Regions from separate parts of the Gossypium hirsutum genome. Here region 1 is linked to region 2. A link is a contact called in public Hi-C data. All regions are on one chromosome and are shown on one strand. Each heading gives the region's core, a stretch centred on a gene start, on an enhancer-like site or on the middle of the called end of the contact. The rest is flanking DNA. Distances are from core to core; before and after follow the strand shown.

What was found. A called contact is a pair of places that touch in the nucleus more often than the background predicts.
Region 1: a Hi-C map of hypocotyl shows a contact between it and region 2, with 5 times the contacts expected there. The contact joins the promoter of LOC107928380 here to the promoter of LOC107928822 in region 2. A contact is called at or near these places in 3 of 34 Hi-C or Micro-C datasets (hypocotyl and leaf).

What each region holds. Positions count from the first base shown.
Region 1 is chrA08:16,727,408-16,733,681 of Gossypium_hirsutum_v2.1, forward strand. LOC107928380 (universal stress protein PHOS34) reads left to right here and starts at 4,326. Exons shown (of 4, transcript XM_016859634.2): 1 at 4,326-4,872; 2 at 4,952-5,046; 3 at 5,132-5,253; 4 at 6,084-6,274. The coding sequence starts at 4,689. The coding sequence ends at 6,171.
Region 2 is chrA08:16,452,735-16,459,200 of Gossypium_hirsutum_v2.1, forward strand. LOC107928822 reads right to left here and starts at 2,768. Exons shown (of 27, transcript XM_041074422.1): 1 at 2,451-2,768; 2 at 2,103-2,328; 3 at 1,862-1,998; 4 at 1,205-1,321; 5 at 968-1,114; 6 at 160-794. The coding sequence starts at 2,531.

The DNA.
Region 1 (6,274 bases), core at 3,076-5,575, 280 kb after region 2:
ACTCACGAAGATTAGAAGACGATTAGAGAGTCAACACACTATCATTTTGTCTAGCTTTGGTATATAGATACTCTTATTTTGTTCAATGGCATGTATAGGGCTTTTGTTAATTTTGTAATATGTGTCATTTGATTAGCCAATATGAAGGCTTGTAAGGTGTACATGTCCACATGCATATGGCCATAGGATTTGGCTCATTTTGTTATAAGATATGACCTACATAGTTGTGCATATTTATGTTCTAATGTTATTGAGATGAATGAACACGGCGTATCACAAGTAGATACATATGTAACATGACCGAATCACATGGGATGGCTAGACCATAATTGGCAATGAGTTATAATAATGAGCCAATCATGAATGTGTTATAAGGCATAGACATTCTTGATACAAGAGAAATAATCCTAGCATGTGTAAGACCGATAAAATGAGGTTTACATGCAATGAGGTTTATCGAGGTCATTTGAGAGTATAATTAGGCCTGGCTATATGTTATGGAAATCTATAAGTGAGAACATATGTTATAGGGTGACCAAAGGCTTGGAAAATAGCCTAACATGGTCCACACGGGTAGACACACGGGCGTGTGTCTAGATCGTGTGTGACACACGGACCACCCCATGGGCATGTGGCATAACTGTGTGTCCCTTGCACCTAAAATTTTAAGTCAGAATTCATGGTAGTAAACACACGGGTAGAGACACGGCCGTGTGTCTCAACCATGTGGAGGACACGGCCTAACACACGAGCGTGTATCTTGGCCGTGTGCCCCTAAATGCATGCTGACATCATAAACAGAATGCTCGAGTCTTTGGACACGAACGACCACACGGGTGTGTCAAGGCCATGTAAAGGACACGGGTCGAAAACACGGGCGTGTGCTTGACCGTGTGAAAACCCCTGTAGGTTCGAAGTAGAAATTAAATTCAATTAATTCCACACGGGTAGGGGATATGGGCGTGTCCCAAAGCACACGGGCATGTGCAATGTTTCCACACAGGCGTGTGAGACATTAACTCAAAAATTTTCTTAAATTTTTATTTAGGTCCTCGATTTAGTCCCGGATCAATTTCAATGTACGTTTGAGCCTCGTTGGCTCATAATAGAGACACCAAGATGCTATTAGATTGGTTTCAAATTGGAATGAAATTTTATAATCCGTATTTCCCAAAAATGTTCAAGTACATTCCTGGTAACGCCTCGTACATAGTCCCAGTCTCGAGTACGGGTAAGGGGTGTTACAGGGAGAATATCTTGGGTCACGAATAATAGCCCGCAATGAATGCAAACATAACGTCCCATAAATGTCAACTAATTAAATGAGACTCATTTGACCCACTTAAACTGGCCCGGTTCATGGAACTTTTAGAGAAGACCACTACTTGAAGCCTTGGCAGCCCAGTGAAACACTCTAGTAATTTATATTTTACCAGGGTGAATATTTTGTAACCCTAAGGGATAAGATGTATTAGTGTTTAAATCCCTTAAGACTCTCATATTGTAGATAGGCTTTAATCTTGATCGTTGATGTAATTTAGATTGTATTGTTGGATCAAGAAGAGCTTAATTATAAATAAAGGTTTTCCCCATCATTTGTAATCACATCATTCATAGTTATTGAATATATTTTAAAGTATTTACTAAAACACCTTGTGTGCATTGCTTTCTTGTGGATTTTTAGTGAGTTTTTTATGTTTCCACTTTATTTCGGTATCTTGGAGAAATTTCTTTGTGAATTTTCACTTTCGAGAGTATGGTTGACTTAGGTGGATTTGAACAAAGAAATCGCTTAAAGTCACACGGTTTGCCAAACTAAAGTTTTAGCCCCGCGACATATGCGTGTGGAAACAAAAAATATAGAACACAAATAATAAAATTAAAATGTGTAAAAATATTAAAATAAAGCTTTAGCTAAGTGGTAAATTAAAAATTTTACTAATACAATTTATATGTGTACAAATCCCATCCTATACATCTTTTTATTGATTTTTCTTTAAAATAAAAAGACTAAAATAAGTTCGAATAATATAACTTGTTTTTATTACGAAAATGCATGTCCATAATTTTTTTAACCAAGTTGGTGTACTGGTTGAGGGTGACATCGACTCTGTCAGGAACTTAAATAATAGTATAGATATATAAATGATGGAAATAATAAAGTGTGTATAATAAAATTAAAATATATAAAAATATTAAAGTAGAATTTTAGCTAAGTGGTAATTTAAAAGTTTTTCTAATGCAATTTATTCAAGTTCAAATTTCTGTCATATGCAAATTTTTTTATTTTTTTAAATAAAAAAATAAAATACTTTCAAGTAATATAACTTATTTTAATTACGAATGGGGAAATTCATATTTTCTTAATAAAATTAATAATCCGATTTAAATGAAACTAACTTAATGAAGAAAGGGTGGTTATGATTTAAACAAGGATAGCAGTAGTAGTTGTGATTTTAGCTGATTTATATAATTATTTAGAAATGATTTCATCATTGAAATGGGAGAATTTCTTTGTACTAAAAGACATAAAAACCAGAAATAGATATTTGAGTAAAGAAGTGACCACTAAACATACCCACAAGAATTGTCATCTCGAACATATCTATCATATGCTTAATGTGAGTCACTTAAAATAACTTGCAAATTTAAATCATACTCTTTTAATTAAAAATACACACCATTCTTTTTTATTTTTTTTCAATTTGAGTACTTAAAAACTGCAACCTTTTCATATTATATACAAATATAAATATGATCTTTTTTTCCTATTAAAACTGCCTATTTTTTATTTAATATTTTAAAAATTATAAATATATAGATTATTAAAATTGATGAAATTATATTTTTATTGTTGTAACAAATACTATTTAATTTCGACCCCTAAAATTTTTGGAGTTTGTCTCTAATTTTATGTGTACTTATATTTTAAAAAAACATATTATTGCATGTATAATATAATATTAAATTGTTATTTTTACATAACACAAAAAAAAATTCACATCATTTAATTCATGATTTTAATCGTTTGAGTCATGATTAAAATTTTAAAATTCAAAATGAGAACATGACTTAAAGCCATAACTTGAGAAGGGATTGTATGAAATTGTAATTACATGTTATCCCTATTCCTTTTCAATAGGAGAATGACAAATTAAATTTTTCTTCTTGATTTTTAACCTTTTTTTTCTCTTGTGAAAATGCTAAAAATCAGAAGTAAAAATTTGATTTGTCATTCTTTTATTGAAAAGAGATAGAGATAACATGAAATTATAATTTTATACAATTCTTTCTCTAACTTATATAGTATAAAATTATTAGTAAAAATTAATTTAACATATTTATTTATTCTTATTTGGGTAATTCAGTTCAATAATTTATAGAAAGTTTTTAAGAAAATAAAAATAAAAATCCCGGAAAAGCGGAGCGTAATTGAAGTAATACTTGGTAATAAATAGGAGGAGTCTAAATGGAAGAGTTAAATTGTGAGATACAGTCTCCCCCAGAACGGCTCCCAATGAATGTGAGATGGAGGATCACGTCTCCCACGTGTCTCAATTTGTCTCACCTTCATTGTCTGGGATAAACCAATACTGACTCCTTTATTTTCTCATCTTTTTCCACAAGCTTTGATCATTTTTTTCAATTTAATCTTTAAATTTAGATGATTACTTGAAATTTTTTTAAAATTTTTTATATTAATTTTATTTTTTTTGACAATATGACATAATTTTAAATAATCACATCATCATACTTGATGAAATCTAAATTTAATGATTAATTTTTAAAAAATTATCAAGTGCCAATACTAAAATAAACTAAAAAAAAGTTTAGGAATCGAAAGAAAAAAACTACTAAGTTTAAGGATTTAACCCGTGAGTGAATAAAGTAAATTACAGTAGACATTCGCAAACTATAATCCTCATTTTAAATTTATCCCTAAACTTCAAAACGTTTTAATTACATCCCAAACTATGGTCCTCATTTTTAGATTTATCCTTAAACTTAAAAATATTCTAATTGCATTCCTAAGCTATCGATGTTATATCAATCAAATCCTTTGGTTATTAAAACCGAAAGTTTAACCATTAAATGACATGTAAAATCTTAAGCAACATAATTTAAAATGAAAATTTTAAAAAATAGTAAAACTTTGTCGTATATTAAAAATAAAATATAACCGAAAAAAAGTGAATAATAATTTATGTAAAAACTTCAAAGATTTTAAAATTAATATTTTTACAATATTTATTTTTTATTTTAAATTATGTTATATAAAAATTTAATATTTTATTTAAGGGTTAAATTAATAAATTTGATGATTTGGAATATTTTAAAGATGAAAGACATATCATAACATTGTCTGTCTAGAATGATGGTTTAGAATAGAGGCAAAAAGGATAGGGACACAATCACTATCACCCAGCGTATCGCGTATTCTAGTTTGGGTCTTCCTTCCCTTCCCTCCCCCTTTTTCCAAGCATAATTTTAACACGCTTACACCTTACGCCTTACGCCTTACGCCTTACGCCTTACGCATTTGCCCGCACGTTGTTTTGTGTTCTGTGTTTCTCAATAAATTCCTTATTCCTACAAAACCATTCCTTTTTTATAACCCCCCAAAATTAAAGAAAGATCAAACCGACCCTTTGCAATTCCAAGACACAAGAACCAAGACACATACCACGATGGCAACAACGACGGAGAAGCAAGCCATGGTTGTTGGAATCGACGACAGCGAGCACAGTACGTACGCGCTGCAGTGGATCCTCGATCACTTCTTTGCTCCTTTCGCTTCCAATCCTCCTTTCAAGCTCGTCATCGTTCATGCCAAGCCTTCTGCTTCTTCTGCTGTTGGTCTCGCCGGACCTGGTTTGAATTTACCCTCCTTTTCTCTTTTGGTTCAAGTACCGTGTGTTTTAGCTTTCTTATGGAGGTATCATTATTGTAGGAGCTGCTGATGTATTGCCCTATGTGGATGCGGATTTGAGGAAGATCGCTGCCAGGGTTGTTGAGAAAGCCAAGGAACTCTGCCTTAGCAAATCGGTATTCATCAGCTACTTGTTTTACTTTTGTAGCCTAATTAAAGAAGGGTATTAGCATCCAATCTGTTTTTTTGGTTTCGGTGCAGGTACATGATGCCGTAGTTGAAGTGGGGGAAGGTGATGCAAGGAATGTTCTCTGTGACGCTGTAGAAAAACACCATGCCTCCATTCTCGCTGTTGGTAGCCATGGTTATGGAGCTATAAAGAGGTATTAAAACCTATGTCTGATCTCTTTTTAAGTTTTTAGATGAACATTGGGAACTTTTTTACTCTTTGATTAACTGTGGCTTGTTCATTAAGTTTCTAATCACTAAAAAATGGCTCATTACTTCCACAAGAAAAAATCGATGGTTTATTTTGGTTCTGTGGGGATGAGTTCTCAAATAATGTTAATGCATCTGTATAGAACATCTTCTCCTTTCTAGTTTTTTTGGTTTAGTGGGTTTGCCTCTTTTCCCCTCTTCCCTTTTTTAGGGTTAGACTTAACCCATAGACCTCATCTACAATATGATATATATCATCTATATATGTATAAGTAGGCTTGCCAGTTTTGATCCAAATCCAAAAACCTGATCCGGTCAATCCAAATCCGAACCCAACCCAATGCTACTTGACTGTAAAACGTCAATGATCTGAACTTCCTTAACTCAAACCCAAAAATATCAAAACTCGGAATGACCTGAACAAGTAATTCGAAATGACATAACCCAAGGTGCCCAGAAACTAGGCTTACTAACCTGAAATGTTCCAATCCTAAAATGACATGTAAGTGGCATGAAAATTTTGAAATCAGAATTGATCTGATTCAAAACCAACCCGATCTTATTTGACATTTGGCGGTAGCTCTGCTATATGATATTTTGCAGATTATAAGCTGGTTTTTTTTTTCTCAATATTATAGCTCCTGTTATAGAACCTTTCATTTTTCATATGTTGTGATGAATAAGAACTGAAAAAGAAATTGCCAAACTTTCAACAATTTAAGAATGACCTTATTTCAGTCCAGCTTTTAACAAATGATTATATTTTGTATTACAGGGCTGTTCTTGGCAGTGTGAGTGATTATTGTTCTCACCATGCTCATTGCTCTGTGATGATCGTGAAGAGGCCGAAGATCAAACATTAATCTCTGCAATAAAATTGAACAAACAACTGGGGTTGCTGCATATTTTTAGTCGCCTAATAACACCATGGTGTTGCACACTGGGACTGTAATACCAATCATGCTG
Region 2 (6,466 bases), core at 1,518-4,017:
AAATAATACATGGACTTGCAATTTTGTGGAAATGTTGATATAAAAATAAGTAAAAGCAATAATTCAAAATTGTTTTCCCAAAACATAGAAACAAGGAATCATCAAAAAATATAAAAAAAAAGTGCAAAATCAAATAAGAGCAGAAAGCACCAGATTTACCTCAAATAATATGGAAAATTTTCAAAAGAGAGGTCTATATTGTCCGGATTGAGAATCCTGTCTCGTAAACTATCTTTAAATGCTTTTCGCTTGGTTGATACCAAACCCGAAGGAGGTTCAAATTCCTTAAGCATCTCTCTAATTTCCCTTTGCTCGTCTAGAATTTTGGCAATACTACCACTAAAATCAAAGTCAGTAGAAGTACCAGCAAGGATATGCAATAATGGCCTTAAAGAGTAACCTGCCCCTGGGATCTTCGTATTGTCAGCATCCATACTATCATCTAATCCAAGTCTATCAAGATTAGGGTTTCCATTAGCAGCTTCCGGTACAGAAGGAACAGTTTTCTCCCTTGAAGAAGCAGTTGCTGGATCAGTGTTACTAGCACTGTCCTTCATGTCAACTTCTGGAACACAGTCATCTGACACCTCACAACCAGAAGGTAGAGTGGACATCTCAGAATTTTCTTTTGTTGACAAAGAAGCCAATATTGTTGCTGCCCCAGCAACAGCAGATGGTTCCCCTGGTCGTGCCTCAATAATACCTTTTATAGGAGCAGTCTGGGCTTCTAAAATGCTTAGAGAAGATGGTAAGCCTGGGGCTGCTAAGTTATCATTGGTAAGCTGCTGAAAAATCTAAGTAACCGTCAAGGAATTATAGCATCTATTAGATGGGAGAAATATCATATAGCATCAAAGTTCAATTATGGAACACACATGAAAGTGGAGCCAAATAGACTTCCATTTGGGAGGCAGAGGAATAACATATCTGTAAAAATTTGTTAAGCCATGTTGAAGGAAAAGGATACATAAGCATGATCTCCAGTACTAGTGAAAATTAATTCATCTCCAGCATTTAGAATCAAACTAGTATTTTTACGGTAAGTCCTACCGTTAACCTGGACAGAACCTTTTCCACCTGTAATTTCTAGCAAGGCAATGGAAGTTCCATCTCTCTACATCGGGAAACAGAAATTCAGCACTCCCATAAACACAATAAAAAGTACAACGAAAAGGTTAAGAAATAATTATGTAAAGATCCATACCTCTATGTGCTTCACTTTGCACAAAATAGCGCTAATATTGTGATCCTTAAGACATAAGTTGCACTGATGGCTTTGTCCAACGGTGAATAGTGTGCCACACATGACTAAGTGAGGATTCTGGATGATATGAACATTAATAAGAAGTGGAAGCACATCATTTTAGCATGAAAACAACCAGAAGTATTAAAACCAATATAAAGAGGCTGATTGGTTTGTGGCTTGATGGAAGATCCTCCCTTAATGAAATTCAACAACAGAATACCTTCCCATGACTACTGAGGTTAGACCTCACTACAACAGAAAGCTGACTCTCTGAGGCAGCCTAAAAGTAATTTTCCTACCAAATTGACTCTCTTAAGTTAGGATTTAAATCATGATGAACTCCAAGATTCCACTCAATGATTGGAACCAAATCATCATTTTACCAGCAAATTATACAGTAATATTTCCTTGTTCCATAAAATTCAACTGCACAAAGTTTTAAAATCCGTTTTTGCCATAAATAGTTCATGGACAAAACACATTTTCTTCACTTCATTTATTGGCTAAAAGAACAAGGATTCCAATAGGCAGTTCTAACTGAACACGATTAAACAAAGGGACCAGGAACCAAAAACCAGCCCATAATTAAAAAGAATGTCATTTCAGAAAACATACTTGAGAATGCTGGGAAAGAAGCTTTCCCCACGGGAATTTAGAACCTAACTTAGCAGGCTTAATTGGCCTGTTCTTAGCCCGACCAGTAAGCCCTGCAGCAACCGTCTCCACTTTATCCGCATTTACAGCAGCTTCACCTAATTAACCAAAATAATCCCCCACATCAAAACCCAAAAAATAAAAATAAAAAATAAAAAATAGAACCTCACAAAACAAAATGGAAGATCAATTTGGATGGCACCTGAGGACCGCGGAGCCACCAAAGTACCGTTCTCCAGATCAGCAACGGCAGGCTTATCGATGGGAGACGCATCAACGGCCTTAGCCGCATCGGACACCCGTAGATCAGAGGATCGGAGCTCCATTACCCGTGAGTCCGACCCGGATTCCTTAGGTGGACCTAAGGTTTCGTTAACCGGTCCAGAAACCGCAGCTCCATTGTTGGACGACAAAGCCGGCTCAGATGCCTAAAGGGAAAGAAAAAAAAAAGAAAAAAAGAAAAGCCTATCAGTCTGGAATTCAAATCTAAAGAGAACGTATCAGGACAGACATGCAAAGTAAAAACCATAAGGAATAAGAAAGAAAAGACCTTGGATCGTTTAGAAGAAGTGGGAGGGGGAGAGGAAAGGGGGCGTTTGGAAGAGGAAGAGCTCCGTCGCGTCTCGACCATATCAATGTCAAACGATGGAGAAAAGGAAGGGTTTGGAGGAGGTTTTTCCTCTCTGGGTTTTCTCTAATTTGCAAAAATTAACCACCTTCTGGTTCGGGTCTTGCGTTGCCAAACAATAAAACAAATAGGAGAGAGAGAGAATCAGAAACAGAGAAGAGAAGAGAAGAGGGAATAAAAGGAAAAAAAAAACAGAAAGTGAAGAATTGCGCAAAGATCAGTTATTAAGTTTCCCTCTGCAATTTAACCTATTATTTATTTATCTTTTTTTTTATTAATGTCTCTCAACACTAATAACCTATTATTTATATAATTAAACTCATAATTCATACTTTTATAAAATAAAATTCATGTACTAATTAAATTGTTATAATGATTTTTTAAAGAAAAAACCTAAATATAATTTTTATCAATTAAAAAATATTTTTATAAAATAATAAATATTTATTATTATTATTAAAATTGTATAATAATAATGTTAAATATTAGAATTTTATGTTAGGACGTTATGAATATTTTTAAATAAAGGGGGACGTTATGATTTCTAATTTCTTAGGAAGATGTGAAGTGGGTTGTTTGGTTACGAGTGTATGGCAATGCTGGCTTGAAGTGGCCTCCCTAGCTGTCAGTGTTAAAAGTGTTCACATTTACATTTATTGCCTTTAAAAAAAAAAAACTAATTCATTCATTTCGTGGAATTTAAACACTTGACAGATATCGGTAAAAAAGGTTTGACAAATAAAGTTAGGAAAAATGTGTCATTTTTCATACTGTATTTGATTTTCTTTTAATTAAAGAAAATTAAGATGTGTCATGCGTTTAATTTACTTTTTATTTCACGCTATAGTTTCTAATCTCACTATCACTACTATTTTTATACTAATCGCAGATAAATGCACTGATCATCCAAATTCACTCTAAAGAAGAATAAAGTATAGAAATAGTCACTAAAGTATTACCTTTGTTTTATTTTGGTCACTAAAATACAAAAAATCAAATATTTTAGTTATTGAACGTTAATCGCAGTTTGAGAAGTGAGAGAAGTGTTGACGTGAGCTTTTTTTGTTGGTCTAATAATAAATTTAATATTCTAATATTTACATATTATATCAATTTGATCCTAAATATAAAAAAATTAATAAATTTAGCCCTAATATTTACAAAATTTGTTATTTTAGTTCAAATTCTAAAAAATTCAATAAATCTAACTCTCAGTATTTACAAAATAACAAATTTTAATTTTTAAAGAATTTTAAGTTAGCAATGTGCAGTTTTAACCCTTGTATTAAGATAGCTCACAAAACTTAGAATCCAATTGCTTCATGTTCTTCTGCAAATACTCAAGCATGGTTGTTGCAGTTGCTTTGGGGTCAAAGTAACACAAAGGGAAGGCAATTTACCCAAGCTTGTGCTCACTTTTGATCATGATAGGTAATACTCAAATCTTTAAATTTTGAATGAATGACACACTTTTTGCAAAATTTTCTTTTTTGGATCTTTTTCCAAATTTATTCAACTCCCTTGTTGGTTTAATTGGTGAACCAATTTTGTATTATCTTTTTCATTGATTTGGACCTAATATTGTATTTATAATTTTTTTAAAAAAATTGTATAAATGTTGAAGGCCAAATTGATTGATATTTTTAGAATTTGAACTAAAATGAAAAATTTTGTAAACATTGAGAACTAAATTTATTAAATTTGTTTTATACTAATAAAAAAGGCTACATCAACATTCTAATCAAATTTCGAACCGCTGTTAACATTTTGTGACTGAAATATTTAATTTTGAATAGTTTAGTGAGTAAAATAAAATAAATTAAAAGTTAAGTGACCAAAATAGAATGCAGACAACACTTCAGTGATCATTTCTGTGCTTTACCCAATAAAGAATGGTGTACTTAAAATAGAAAAAAATGACTGGAGTTATACTAAAAAGAAACGACAAAAACGCGAGGGTGTAATAGATAATAGGAGACTGCGGCAGAAGTGAAAAAGCAAACTGAAGAGAGTAAGGGCCAGTTTGGCAATGCTTTTGAAAAGTGCTTTTGAGAAGTGCTGTGAAAAAGTGCTTTTGAGAAGTGCTTTTGAAAAATTTAAGTGTTTGATATTGCTGTTAAAAAGTGCTTTTAAGAAATAAAATGTCTATTTTAGACATTATATTATAAAGTAATAAATATGTATTTAAATAATGTTCAAATTAGTTAATATTATGATATTTTAGCAAAAATATAAAAAATACTTTATTATAACTTATTGTTAATATTTTAATATACAATATTAATTTTAAATATTTCTAAGTAATTAATATTAATTAATTATTAAATTTAATTAGAATATATAAACTATATTGAAATATTGAAATATAATAATTAAATATTCTAACATATAGAAAAAATATTTCTAAGAGTAAAGTTCGGAGAACAAAGAGTAAAAGGGAAAAAATATTCTGACGTATAGAAAAAGCTAACAGGTTAAAATAGTAAATACAAGCCAAATAAGCACTTTTGGCTGAGAAAAGCCAAAAATTTCTGCTTCTCCATCTGTGCAAAAGCACTTTTTTTAAGTTAAAATTCTTTTTATACTGGTGTTTGTTCTGTAATGCCTTTAGTTAAGAAGTGTTTTTTGAGCAAAAGCTCATTAAAAACGGGAAGAAGAACGCAGCCTAAGGGTCGAAAAAAAAAACAAAATAGGTGTGGTGCAATTAAAAAAGGCATAATGATATAAAAAAGAAAAAAAAAGCATAATAATTTTTTTAATCGTCTAACTTTATAAAAAAGTCATTTTAGCTATTTATTTTAGTTTTTTTTGTCCTTTTTAGCCTTTAACCTTATTTTTTTTGTTAAATCACCCCAAAAGTAATAGAAAAGTTAACATTTTTTAACTTTATTAACATGGTATACACGTGAATTGGCATGTGAATCATGCGTCAGCATTTAATTATTTTTAAAATTTTAAAAATTCAAAAAGATTATTTAAATTTTATAATTTTTTAAAATTTTAAAAAATTAATTAAATGTTGACATGTCATCCATGTGTATATCATATTAGCAAAATTAAAAATATTAACTTTTTTATTTATTTTTAGGTAATTTAATAAAAATATAAATTTAAAGACTAAATAAAGAATAAAAAAAAACTTTTTTTATAGAATTGAAGTGGTAAAAAATGATTATGCCTTAAAAAGAAGCTCAATCAGAATGGGCTGTTTCTTAAACATCACAAAAGTCCCATTAAAAGCGTTAATCTCACTTCACCCGAAAGGACCATAAGTTGAGAGCTTTTAGATGCGAATTCAAATCTTAATGTTGTTTTAATATTAATTTTTACATTTTTTTTTTCCTTTCACTTGTTGGGTGTAAAGTAATTTAGTTTATTAATTTATATTATATATTAATCTCCTGATTGAGTCTGTGCTACCATTCAATTGAGTTTTATTTTTAGGGTGTATTTTTTATATATCTTTTATATTAAAAAATAGAAAAATACATGCATAATAATATTTGAACTCTTTGTTTTTATATATATATAATTGAGGAAAGAGAATGGGATTATTTGAGACTTGTTATATATATATATATGTAATTGCCAACTTAAATATCCTAAAAAGATTCGTGTCTTCGACCCTTGACCCGGATGGACCCAAGTCGGAAGAGGCGTATTCACCAAGCCAGTCCACAAGAAGAGTTCGTGGGCACACCTTGCAAGATGGGGTCGCAAACGGTGTTTGCAGGAAGGATTACGAGCCCTACAAGCAATTCGGACTCTTGACCAACGAGTATGGTACTTGCTGAGGATGTTAACCCCAGGATCAGAAAGGACTGCGTGCTACGCAGGCACGTGTCTAACAAGCTAGGGGGCTACAGAGAATGTCAACACCAAAGGCCTCAAGGCTGAGACAAAATGGTGGGCTTAGTTATGAGCTGTAATAGTAACAA